Regions from separate parts of the Drosophila melanogaster genome. Here region 2 is linked to region 1. The links are chromatin contacts, called in public Hi-C maps. All regions are on one chromosome and are shown on one strand. Each heading gives the region's core, a stretch centred on a gene start, on an enhancer-like site or on the middle of the called end of the contact. The rest is flanking DNA. Distances are from core to core; before and after follow the strand shown. Region 1 holds the start of 7B2 (7B2,). Region 2 holds the start of PEK (pancreatic eIF-2alpha kinase).

Region 1 (5,501 bases), core at 1,160-3,659:
TGCGGGCGGAGACCATCCGGGCACTGGAGGTGCGTAAGAATTCGGTGATGGCCGAAAGGCGGAAGTCCGCGATGCAAACTCTGGGAGCAAAGAACGAGTACGGAATCACAACTGGAGCACCGGTGAGATTAGAAAAGTTTTTGGAGAAATTTTAGATACAGGATCATAACTTCTTTAATGCATATATGTAGATTAACAACAATGGAGCTCTGCCGAATCAGCGAAGCGGACGTGTCTCGAATGCAGGCATCAGCATCAAGGATGTATTCAATGTGAACGGTGGTGGTGCCGAGGTAAAGGCCAATTTATAATCATAAAATATGTGTATTCTCATGGAAATATTTTGTTACGTCCGCTTACACTTGCAGCAGATTTACGGCTCGAATGGGGGCGGCACTATCAACCAGGGTTACGAGCATGTGATCGACGAGGACGGCGACGGCAACTCCCTGCGGCTGACCACCAGGAATCCCCATCCCCACCCGCACCACCAGGTCTCCTGGGGCCAGAACACCAACGGCGGCGGCGGTAATGGCACAGGTCGCCTGTGAAGGACCCGCCCATCCTAGACGTAGAGCTAAGTTAGACCTAGGTAACTTGTTAACGAATTCCGCCTCTTTCCATCAACTGCCTAAACTTAAGACTAAGCCAATACCTAGAATTGTAGTCAGAAGGAAGGATTGTGTTGTATAGTATGTATAGGGACGCGAGTGAGAGCCAGGACACTCTGGCTCAGAAGGATCAGGTCGTTCATAAGGCTTCATGGCAACAGAACGAACATTATGCTTAGCTAATCACACTGCCAGTGTCGATGTGTGCCAATAATTGGGTGGCTGATCGCCCACTGTGGCAGCAACATTCATGCGATGTACTATACTATCATTTGTTAGGTTATCTTTAAGTCAATACCCGCGTGGATCATCCGAAACACGCGGCCAGTGCATGCTGACACAAAATACTCAACGTGGAGCTGAACCGCAGTGGCCTATTTGTACACTCGACGACATATCGAGGATAGTTCTTTTTAAATGAATAATCATTGATGATTTGATGGATTGTAAAACTTTTTAAAACAATAAATAGAAGCATCAAACAGATATTCGATATTTCTCACTCTCATCAAACTTGGGTCATCCCAAGGATAAGCTACATCCGAACCCACCTTCGGTAGTGGAGACCCTACCCCAAGTTTAGACCAATACCCGCATATTTTCGGCTTAGAGCCCTGGTACTATACGAATAACTTTATTTTCGGGAAAGGGTAGAAACATTACTAGACATCGCTTGCGGGACAACATTGATAACCAGCTATGATAGATAATAGTATTAGACACCCATATGGAAACGTCGTGTATGCTCGCGTTATCAGCGAGTTACCTTAGTGGAATAAAAGGTTGCCCTTCTTGGCGGCTATGGGCAAGCGGTCGCCCTGGAGGAACGGGTTTATGACCGCGTCGTCCAGCCGAGGATCGGGCATCACAGGATATCCGGCCTTCTTAGCCAGGCTGTTAACGTTGTTCAGGCTGTTCTCCTGGCCCATCTGCATGATGTACTGCTCCACGGCGGAGTTCAGGTCACCCTTGTCGCCGCCCACATCAGCACTATCCTGTTCCGAGCAGTCGAACATATGCTCGTTGTCGCAGGTACAGTCCTGAGCGGCCTGGAACTCCCGGCTGAAGATGGCCGTGTTTTCGAAGTCGACAATGCAGCTGCCGCCTTGCGTCTCCATGTCGTAGCCCTCAGGGCAGGGATTAGGAGGGTTGCAGTAGGCAGGCAGGCCGGCGTCGTTCTTCACTATAGTGGGATACCTGTTGGGACCCTCTCCCATTCCGCCGGAGATGAACTGGTGACCCCACAGCGAACTGTGCTGCAGAAACTCGTCATCCCGCAGCGAAGGATGGGAGGCAGCTCCCGATGCCGAGCCCGATTGCAGGATGCAGTCGCTTCCGCCGTCACACAGCCTCGCGTACTCCGACCGGGAGACCAGGTCCACGTTGTCCTTGGAGCCAGCGGCTGCCTCGTTGCCCACGTCGTAATAGCCCACCTGCATGTCTTTGTCCATGCGATTCAGCAGATCCGTCATCAAGACATCGGCAAGAATATCCTTGGCGCTATAGGACTGCACCTGGTAGCCACTCAAGGCGACCACGAGCATCGCCACCATCATGTACACACCTGGAAAAACATGGGCTATTCTCTTACCTCACCCACCTATAAATATTACTTCAGCAGACTTACTTTGCGAACGGAACAACATATTGCGATTCCAAGCGGTTTCAACCGTCCACGTCGAAGTTTGGTAAGGTATTGATTTTTCGGCGGCAGCTGCTCCGATTCCGTGTATATACTAACGTGACGTAGGGCTCTGTGCTTCGTGCGGCGGCTACCAGTTGAATTTGCGAAATATACGCAGATCCAATCGAAGCTGCCTTATGGCAGCCACAGCTGAAAGGACGCATGCGCCGTACTCGAAAGCTCTTTTATGTTGAAGCAGTCCTGTGGGGGGCCGAGAATTAGATTAGCGCCAAACTGCTGGAGCTGAGGTTTTCAGGCCTCTTTAAGCTTTATTAGTATAAAATGCTGGAAGAAAATAAGAAAACTTAGTCGCTAAGAAAACTTTATTTTCTTGAATTGTATGACTAGAGGTTTATGTTACACGGTAATACGCTATAAATTTCCATTCCCTCCTTAATTTAAAAGTATGAACTATAAAAAATGACTTGAAAGTAAAACTGAAGGAATTTTATTTTCAATAAATTAAAAATACACTTATAAAAAAATAACATTGAACCGATACTCCATTGTCGAATATTATGGTAGCGAAGTAGTAAACTGAACTACTCAATTATGATTTATTTTTTTGACCTTAGCATTTACTTAGAAAGAAGGTGGTAATAATTGAGGGTTAGGTTGCCAATTCGATGAAATCGAATTCATCCTGCATATATTTGGCAAGGCGCTTATGCGGTGCTGTTTTTGTATGGGCCACCAAGCCTCGGCGAGTTATAAAATCCATGTTGCAAGGCTCACACCTAAACGCAAAAAATACGATATTAAGACATATGACTGCGCAAGCTGACAAGCTTACCTGAACTTTCGGATTTGCTTTGAGTGTGTCGAAAAGTGGTTCTGCAATTCGGAAACGCTGCTGAAGATCATTCCGCATTCTAGGCATGGATAAGGTCGTTCGTTCTTATGGGCTCTAAAATGAAATTGGAAGTTGCATATAGTGCTGCGCTAGCATTCAATTCCCAGCCTCCTTACTTGTCGTGCCGCAACTTAGCGCCCAGAGACGCGAAAGCCTCGTGGCAGATGGTGCACTGGAACCTGCGGTTAATTAAATGAACCTGGGTGCGATGCTGCTTGAGAAGCGCCTTCTTGTTAAAAGTCTGTGGGCACTCAGGGCAGGGGAAGAACTGGTTCATATCCCGCCGGTTCTGGTGCCCATTTAAATGCTCGGTGTACAGGAACGCATCGTGGAACAGGGTTCCACACTCGTCGCAGATAAAGAAGTTACTGCGCCTCTTGGCGGCCCGCTCCATTTCCTGCTCCTGTAGATCCTCCTGCTGCGCCGCTTCTGCTGCCGCCTCTGCTGCCGCTATCACAGCGGCAGAGGGGTCGTCATCCAGCTCGATTTCCTCTAGGTCTTGGTGTTCCTCTTTCGTGCCTTGATAACAAACGTACTGGTCGTCATCGTAGTGCGTCTCCAATTGATCCGCATCGATCAGTTGCTCGTCCAGCGGCTCGGAACTAAGCTCAACGTGAACAGTGCTTTGATCACTGGTCTTCTTTATGATATCCAGCAGGTACTTTTGCGAGAAGATGCACCGCTCGCGGAACTTGGTGGCCAGGTCCAGCTCGGAGAAGCAGCGCTCGCAAACAATCTCCGGCAGCCCCTGGTTTCTTGTCAGCTGAACAAATTCCAGGTAATAACAATTGTTGGCGCGGTCGGAAGCTGACATAACGACCTACCTCCACTCCCGTGATTAGCTTCAGTTGACCCAAATATTTTCCCCGCATGTGAATGAATATGTTGCGATCTCGCTGGTGGCCCATAATTTTGTTGGCGCAAATACGGCAAACGTCGGCGAGGTTCATTGTTTATCAAGTTAATGTGTTTACTTTTAGCATAAAACGCAGCGACGGAAAGTGTTACCAGATCATAAAACAGTTGGAAAAACGACAGTGCTTAATCGATTTGTTATCGGTGAATCCGATAGTCAGATACATTTTTATAGCGCAAAAAGATTTTTTATTCATTTGATTTTATTAATAGTTAAAACGATACAACATGCGCTTGTTTAATTTAGGTTAGAAGCTTGTAAATCCAAAAAGAACCATTAAAATTAAAAAATCAAATTCGATGCCCAACAATGCCATTGTTAACCAACATAGCCCCTGCAGCCAGTGATATACAATTTAAGTTAGTTTCGTTTTGTAAACTACTCCATCTATTATAATAAATAATTAGTTAAATTGTGAGATTCGTTTTATTTGCCGACTAACGATATTTTTGGGAATTGAACATGGGCGAAAATAGCGAATAACGAGCTAATCAATCGAAAGATTTCACACCCCTAGTTGCGCGCCATAATTTTTTGTGATATTTGCAAACGTTTTGAAGATATTTGCAGTTCACAAAGTACTTAAATAATCCGTGAAGGTCCTGTGCGCGAACCAAGACATTGAACATGTCCACCGAAGCGAGTGTGGCTTCCAAATGGACGCGCCCAGATGACGTGGGTAAGGACTCGGAGGAGCACCTGCCCGCCACTAATGTTGTTGTTTCGTTTTCCAGTTCATCAAACTGCAGCGGCTCAAGCAGAAGAAGAACAAATTGGCAGCCCGCGTGAGCAACAACAACAATAGGCGGCCAAGACACCAAGTGGATGAGACGGATAAAAGCAAGCTACTGGAGGCTAAGCTCGCCCAGAAGCGAAAAAATCCGTTTGCGAAGTGAGTTTCCCTCTCTCTCGCTCTCCCCAAAATCCAATTACTGACTCCCTGCCTCAGATCCACAGCTGATGCCAAGAAACTGCGCGTTGATCCGCAACTGGCGGACCTCGAACCAGTGGTCACTGCCTCCTCCTGCTTTGTGCGGGAAACGCCCACGCGCCCGGCGCCCGCCAAATTCGTGCTCCAGAAGTACGACCCGCAGGCCTTTGCCAAGCTCTTCCAGCATCCCCAAATCAACGCTGAGGACGAGGACGATGCGGAGTTGGCCGCCCGGCAGAAGCACACCGCCCACCTACCTGTGGACTGGTCCCTGAAGACGCGAGCCCGTTTCTTCTGTCCCACGGAACTGCCTGCCATCCAACTGAAGACCTCGCAGCTGGCCAGCGGACTCACCAGCTTCGTGCGCTGCATGGACCCGCAGCGAACGGAGAGCACGCTGGATATCTCGGACGCAACGCGGTTCAACCAATGCAATTACTACTGGCAGCACCCGCACCTGCCCTGGCTGACGCTCTACCCGCGCACCGCCAAGGAGAACGTGGGCG
Region 2 (5,501 bases), core at 1,814-4,313, 88 kb before region 1:
AAAAAACTCTATGCGATTGCGCGAGTCGGCGATAACCACATTCGTTTGTCGATAACATTTCAGGGGCAAATCTGTCAGAATTTGTATTTAAATTTGAAAATAATTAAATCTGTAATCTAAATATAAAACAAGAGATTACAAGACTAGTTTTAGTCCAATCAAGAACAATTATGTACACCTTAGAGAATCGAAGATGACTTTTTCTGCGTTTTAATACGAATCTTGTATACCCCATTACTCTGCAGATAGTGTTACTTGCTTTTTCTATTCAGCGGAATAAATTTACCATATTAAAGGATATATTTATCTATAATTTATCCCTTTTATTCTTTAAAATGTGGTTAGTTGGCAAAAGCTTGGTAAAACTAAAAATGTAAAATTACAGAGGAAAACAATTATATTTAATAATTTCATACATAAAGTTGAATGTTAGAAAGGAACCATCTAAATGAGCCTAAGCAGTTGTTTTTTATAGTTTTAACAGAGAAGAGCATATGGTTTCTTCAACCCGATTTAAACTAACCCATGTTTCGTATCTTGAGTATGCATAAACTGTGAATACAAATTAAAATTTAAACAATGTATTGTCTTATTTTTACTAAGGGTTTTCTTTTCAACTGAGGTTTATTTTGCCCCTAACAGCACACTTTCGAGCAACGGCGCGCTGTTTCACTTAACATATCGCGTTTTTGTGGCGTCTAGAGGCAGCCACACTATTTCCTTCTTTTCGCTTTCGTTTCCGGCGAAGTAAGTAAATTAAATTTCTCTGTATATTTTCCTTTAATAATATTCTGTTTTTGTTTTTAGCGGTGTTAATACATTCATCGAACAACAAGGTGGGTTTCCGCGGACACCATAATGGGAGTCTGTACACCGGAAAAACGGCAAATAATCATGGAATAACCTGCAAACGCCAACCCACGTGCACAAAAATCTACTGGCGAACTTTATCTGTGATTTTTTGTGACTAAGTGGTTCCTTGGGACAACCCAGGATAGGAGTACCCTACGGGCACTGCCCGATTCGTAATAGCACCTCGATGCCGTCCAAAAGTTCCATGCTTCGCACAGTGCACATTGATTGCAAAATTTCAGCGTTCATTTTTGGCCTCCGCTTTTCTTGTTGTTTTTAACGTGATTTCAATAACTTCTTGTGGAAGATTAATAAGTGATCCGTGTTATCAGTTTTTGTTTTTATCATTAAATGTTGCCCCAGGCCGGTCGGGTACAGGAATTTTCACCAGACTCCGCTTTATTTTTATATAAAATGATGTTTTTAATGTACTGTTGCCCAGAGCTGTGCACCTCAATATCTTCAATGTTTAAAGTACTTTTCGTTTAATCAAATGCATGCAAATGATCGAAACCCTCAAGCCCCAACGAATACCTATGATGAATGCCTACGGCTCTAAAGATTATCTTTTCTCATCCACAGCTAAGCCATGGCCGACACACAAGCCAAGTCCACTACTGCGCCCAAGGCCGCCAAGGCCCAGAAGGCTCCCAAGGCCGTCAAGGCGCCTAAGGCCGAGAAGCCCGCCGCCTCAGAGGCTAAAGTTTCCGCCAAGAAGTACAAGCGTCACGGACGCCTCTTCGCCAAGGCCGTCTTCACCGGCTACAAGCGTGGTCTGAGGAACCAGCACGAGAACCAGGCCATCCTCAAGGTATGTCTATACTTCAATGTGATGGGTCCGGACTTCACAGAGTTTTTCAAATAATAATTAATACATTCCAGTTCTGTAAAAACATTTTAGTAATGTAATTGATTAACCAACATATTACATTGCAGATTGAGGGCGCCCGCCGCAAGGAGCACGGATCCTTCTACGTTGGGAAGCGTTGCGTCTATGTCTACAAGGCCGAGACCAAGAAGTGCGTGCCGCAGCATCCCGAGCGCAAGACCCGCGTCCGCGCTGTCTGGGGCAAGGTCACCCGCATCCACGGCAACACCGGCGCTGTGCGTGCCCGTTTCAACAGGAACCTGCCCGGTCATGCCATGGGCCACCGCATCCGCATCGTTAGTTCAAACACACCTTTTCTGTCCGACAATTGGGTTGTATTAACATGCCTTCTTTTTTCTTGCAGATGCTGTACCCATCAAGGATTTAAGTTAATATCCGACTTGAATTACTGACCTGCAGGAGTAAAAAATCCGTTTTACATTAAATGAAACACTTTAAATTTAATTAAAACGCAACTTGGCTTTTTTATTAAGGCGAGATACCGATTGAAAGTTGACGGTAATCTGTATATCGATTGATGGCTGTTCGGTTTGACTTTCCCTACTGCAATGAATTATCTTTTGGCGGGACCATCCACTTCGCATTAAAATCCATTTATATTGATCTTAAGTAGCAGATGAAGACGATGGAAACGTTTTAGAGTACGAATTGAATGTGGATTTCGAGACTCTTGGCTAATGTCGTTCCTTTAGATCAGACATACCACTTCTACCATAATAGATTTTAATTAGTTTTGAAAATCTCAAAACTATTTTTTGTATTGCCAAAGTCAACGAATACTGTAGTGTGTACTACTAACGAATCTTTTCGCAAGGACACTAGGGGTGTATGGCGTAGCCTTTCTGCTCGAAAATCATACGAATTCAAGTTTCTGTTAATCAACAATGCGGTTTCTAAAAAAATCAAGGAAATGGTTTCATAGTAATCAAAAGTTTTTTAAAAAGAATAAATGTTGTAATAAACGTTTCTATATTATGACGAATATACCACCTAACATATTTTTAGAAGGTAGAGCATATTTAAATTAAAGTAATGTTTGAATTTCATTTGGTATGTGTCAGAATTATAGCCGAATAGAATTTATTTTTAAAACACGTCGAATAATAGAAGTATTCAATAAGAGATGAGATGGAAATAATACTTCATCTACTTTAATAATTATTGTTAAGTTGTCCCTATTTGTGTCAAAACATGGGCGTCAAACATTGTTTTAAATTAGTTACTGGAAAAGTTTAAAATAGTAAAACCTTAGTGAAACTGTTCCCACCGTGTGTATTTTTTTGGTACTTTTAGGTAATGACGAAATAAACTGTATTGTGGTGTCATCTGTTATTTTAAGGCTGTCAAAACGCGGTCACACTTGCAATCGCGCGTTTTGCGGCCCAATCGGAACAAAAACATAAACTGACCAGTTTTAGTGGATTTAAATAGTGGAGTTGCGATTGATTGCTGCAGGAGCCATCGAGAGTGATGCGGAGATGTGCGCCGACCTTGCCGGGAGCCACTGCCGCCGCTGTTCCACCAACCGACCCCCCGAAGTGAGGTCAACACGTCACCGTTCGAACCAATTAGAGACTTGCATTTCTGCACCGTTCCCCGCGTCCGATCGCCAACGACCAGGATTACGTTATATGCGCGTACGATGCAGGACGACCTGGATGGCATCGTGAGGCATCGTCGCCGGAGCCTGAGCTTCCTGCAGATCGTCACGCTCACTATGGCCGGCCTGGTGGCTTTCGATCCCGCCCAGGTGCTAGCTGGGCACCCAACTACTGATTCGGAGCTCCAGACTGCCGGATCTCCCCGTCCCCCCGGGCTCGAACACTGCGTAGATCAGGAGGAGCGTCGCGTTGCAAGAAGGTACGTACCCTAACCAAAGTATCGGGAGGAATGCACTGGTATCGAATGGATTGTAGCAGAAGAAGAAGAGTGCGTTATGTGTGTGTTATGTTTATGTTCTCGAACATTCGCTAAAACGCGGTGCAAGTGGATAAACGAGCAGCCAGCACCTAGGCAAATATTGCGAAGAACACGTTAGTGATATTTGGTTGAACTACTCGAAAAGTGCCTATTTAATCAGCTAAAACGGGGAATTCGAAGAGAACTGTGGTACGACGGGGGGCCAGTGAAAATACGTAGCTCAAAATTCTCGGCTGATCCGACAAGTTGGTAACATTTGCGACGGCCCTTAGCTTTAAGTACCTTGTCCCGTCTAACACGAGAAATTCGGAGAGCTTCTGTTCAACTTGAAGTCTGGGAGCGATCTGATAATATGAACCCACATGTTTGCACCTTGGCCAACTATGAAAACCCGTAATCAGTGGACGCGCTTATCAAGCATGCGGTGAGTCATTTGCAAGATCTTAACTGAATTTTTGTTTGAGGCAGACGTCTAGATATGTTGTTTGGCAAGCATGCCAATCCGAACTGGTTTCCCCGATTGTTTTGCTTTCCTTTGCGTTTGTGCAAGGTTTTCACTGAATTTCACAATTCTCCCCCCGTTTGCTTTATCCCCCCTTTTTGCGGGCGCCATTTTCGGCTCCTTGGTGGGCGCGACAGAGATGGCGATAGGGGAAATGGAGAGGGGCCAACTGACACTTGTTGTTCCTCGAGTTCTTGTCTTCTTGGCGCAAAAACAGCTGAGTTTACTTCCCATTTACCTTTTCTACGCTGTCAGCTGGGTCTGCCAGTGTGCCCCTTTTCCTGCTTTCCTTTATTCTTGCCCCATGCACCGTGTACCTGGTGACGGAATCGGTTGCAAGCACAAATCAACTTTTTGTATAATTGCAAATTTAACTCTAGTATTTAATCTTTCGAGTTGAAATATTTTAAACAGTTAACCAAAGGCTTACTCACTTACAGAAAATTCAATTTTTACATTAATTGCACGAATAGAAAATATTACATAAAAATCAAATCATTACTTGAATCTATGTATGCTGTGTTTTTTGTTTTTTCTTCAAAATCTTGTGTTTGTTTATTTCAAGCTCGCCCATGGTAATTGGATATTACCTACATAAAGGGTATACGGTATTCTTATATTTAACAAGAACGGCTTTTAAAAACATATTGGCCTCGCCCACTCTAAATTCCACAAGCTACAAAATCCTTGTTACGCTGACACGGTATCATTTAGCGAAAATAACAATTTGGCAAATTCCGCCATTATGGACTATTAGCTAATATGGAGTAGTCGATATTTATTTATTAAATATGGAAATAAAAACATTAAAACTTGGTATTGCATTATTTATTCTATCCACAGACTCCTATACATTTCCACGCTTGATGGTCGACTGAGCGCTCTGGACATCGCCAAGTCCGGCAAACTGCGCTGGAGTGTGCCCACCGGACCGGGGCCACTAATCTCGTCCAGCATCCATCGATTGGAGCTGACCAACAATGGGCAGTTCGTACGCATGATTCCCTCTTTGAGCGGCGGCATCTACAAGTTCGACGGGGACTCCATCGATCCCATTCCAATCACGGCGGAGCACCTACTCAGCTCGAGCGCCAAATTCAGCGATGATCTGGTTATATCCGGAGGCAAGGAGACACGCTCATACGGTGTTTCCGTTCGCACTGGCCAGCTGCTGTATGAATGTTCTCTAAACGGATGTGTAAACTCTACGGAGGAAGGGCTTGCAATCGACGACACCATTAGGGAGCCCGATGAGGAGGATCAGCTGGAGGACGGAGAACAGTTAAGGGACGAGGCCGGCTACATAGTGCGCCATGATCCTCTCCTTGACGACGTTAT

Evidence for each region. Hi-C and Micro-C count contacts between places; a contact is called where the count stands out from the background.
Region 2: a contact with region 1 is called in a Hi-C map of the Kc167 cell line, with 2.6 times the contacts expected there. The contact joins the promoter of PEK here to the promoter of 7B2 in region 1. A contact is called at or near these places in 47 of 107 Hi-C or Micro-C datasets (the Clone 8 cell line, the D17-c3 cell line, the Kc167 cell line and 17 more) and 5 of 6 datasets of contacts at active chromatin or transcription factors (the Kc167 cell line and the S2 cell line).

Annotation. Positions count from the first base shown.
Region 1 is chr3R:5,373,688-5,379,188 of dm6, reverse strand. It overlaps 7B2 (7B2,), which reads right to left and starts at 2,409. Exons shown (of 2, transcript NM_138986.4): 1 at 2,239-2,409; 2 at 1,214-2,175. The coding sequence starts at 2,257. The coding sequence ends at 1,379. It overlaps CG14667, which reads right to left and starts at 4,167. Exons shown (of 4, transcript NM_001014607.2): 1 at 3,973-4,167; 2 at 3,265-3,911; 3 at 3,089-3,202; 4 at 2,729-3,032. The coding sequence starts at 4,098. The coding sequence ends at 2,906. hd (humpty dumpty) reads left to right here and starts at 4,227. Exons shown (of 3, transcript NM_001316495.1): 1 at 4,227-4,739; 2 at 4,799-4,956; 3 at 5,014-5,501. The coding sequence starts at 4,692. kkv (krotzkopf verkehrt) reads left to right here. Exons shown (of 11, transcript NM_206430.3): 9 at 1-122; 10 at 192-293; 11 at 369-1,096. The coding sequence ends at 551.
Region 2 is chr3R:5,462,315-5,467,815 of dm6, reverse strand. It overlaps PEK (pancreatic eIF-2alpha kinase), which reads left to right and starts at 3,063. Exons shown (of 4, transcript NM_141281.3): 1 at 3,063-3,601; 2 at 5,007-5,501. The coding sequence starts at 3,384. It overlaps RpL35A (Ribosomal protein L35A), which reads left to right and starts at 715. Exons shown (of 5, transcript NM_141282.3): 1 at 715-747; 2 at 808-836; 3 at 1,435-1,663; 4 at 1,789-2,016; 5 at 2,085-2,186. The coding sequence starts at 1,442. The coding sequence ends at 2,108. It overlaps POLDIP2 (Polymerase (DNA-directed), delta interacting protein 2), which reads right to left and starts at 38. Exons shown (of 4, transcript NM_141283.4): 1 at 1-38.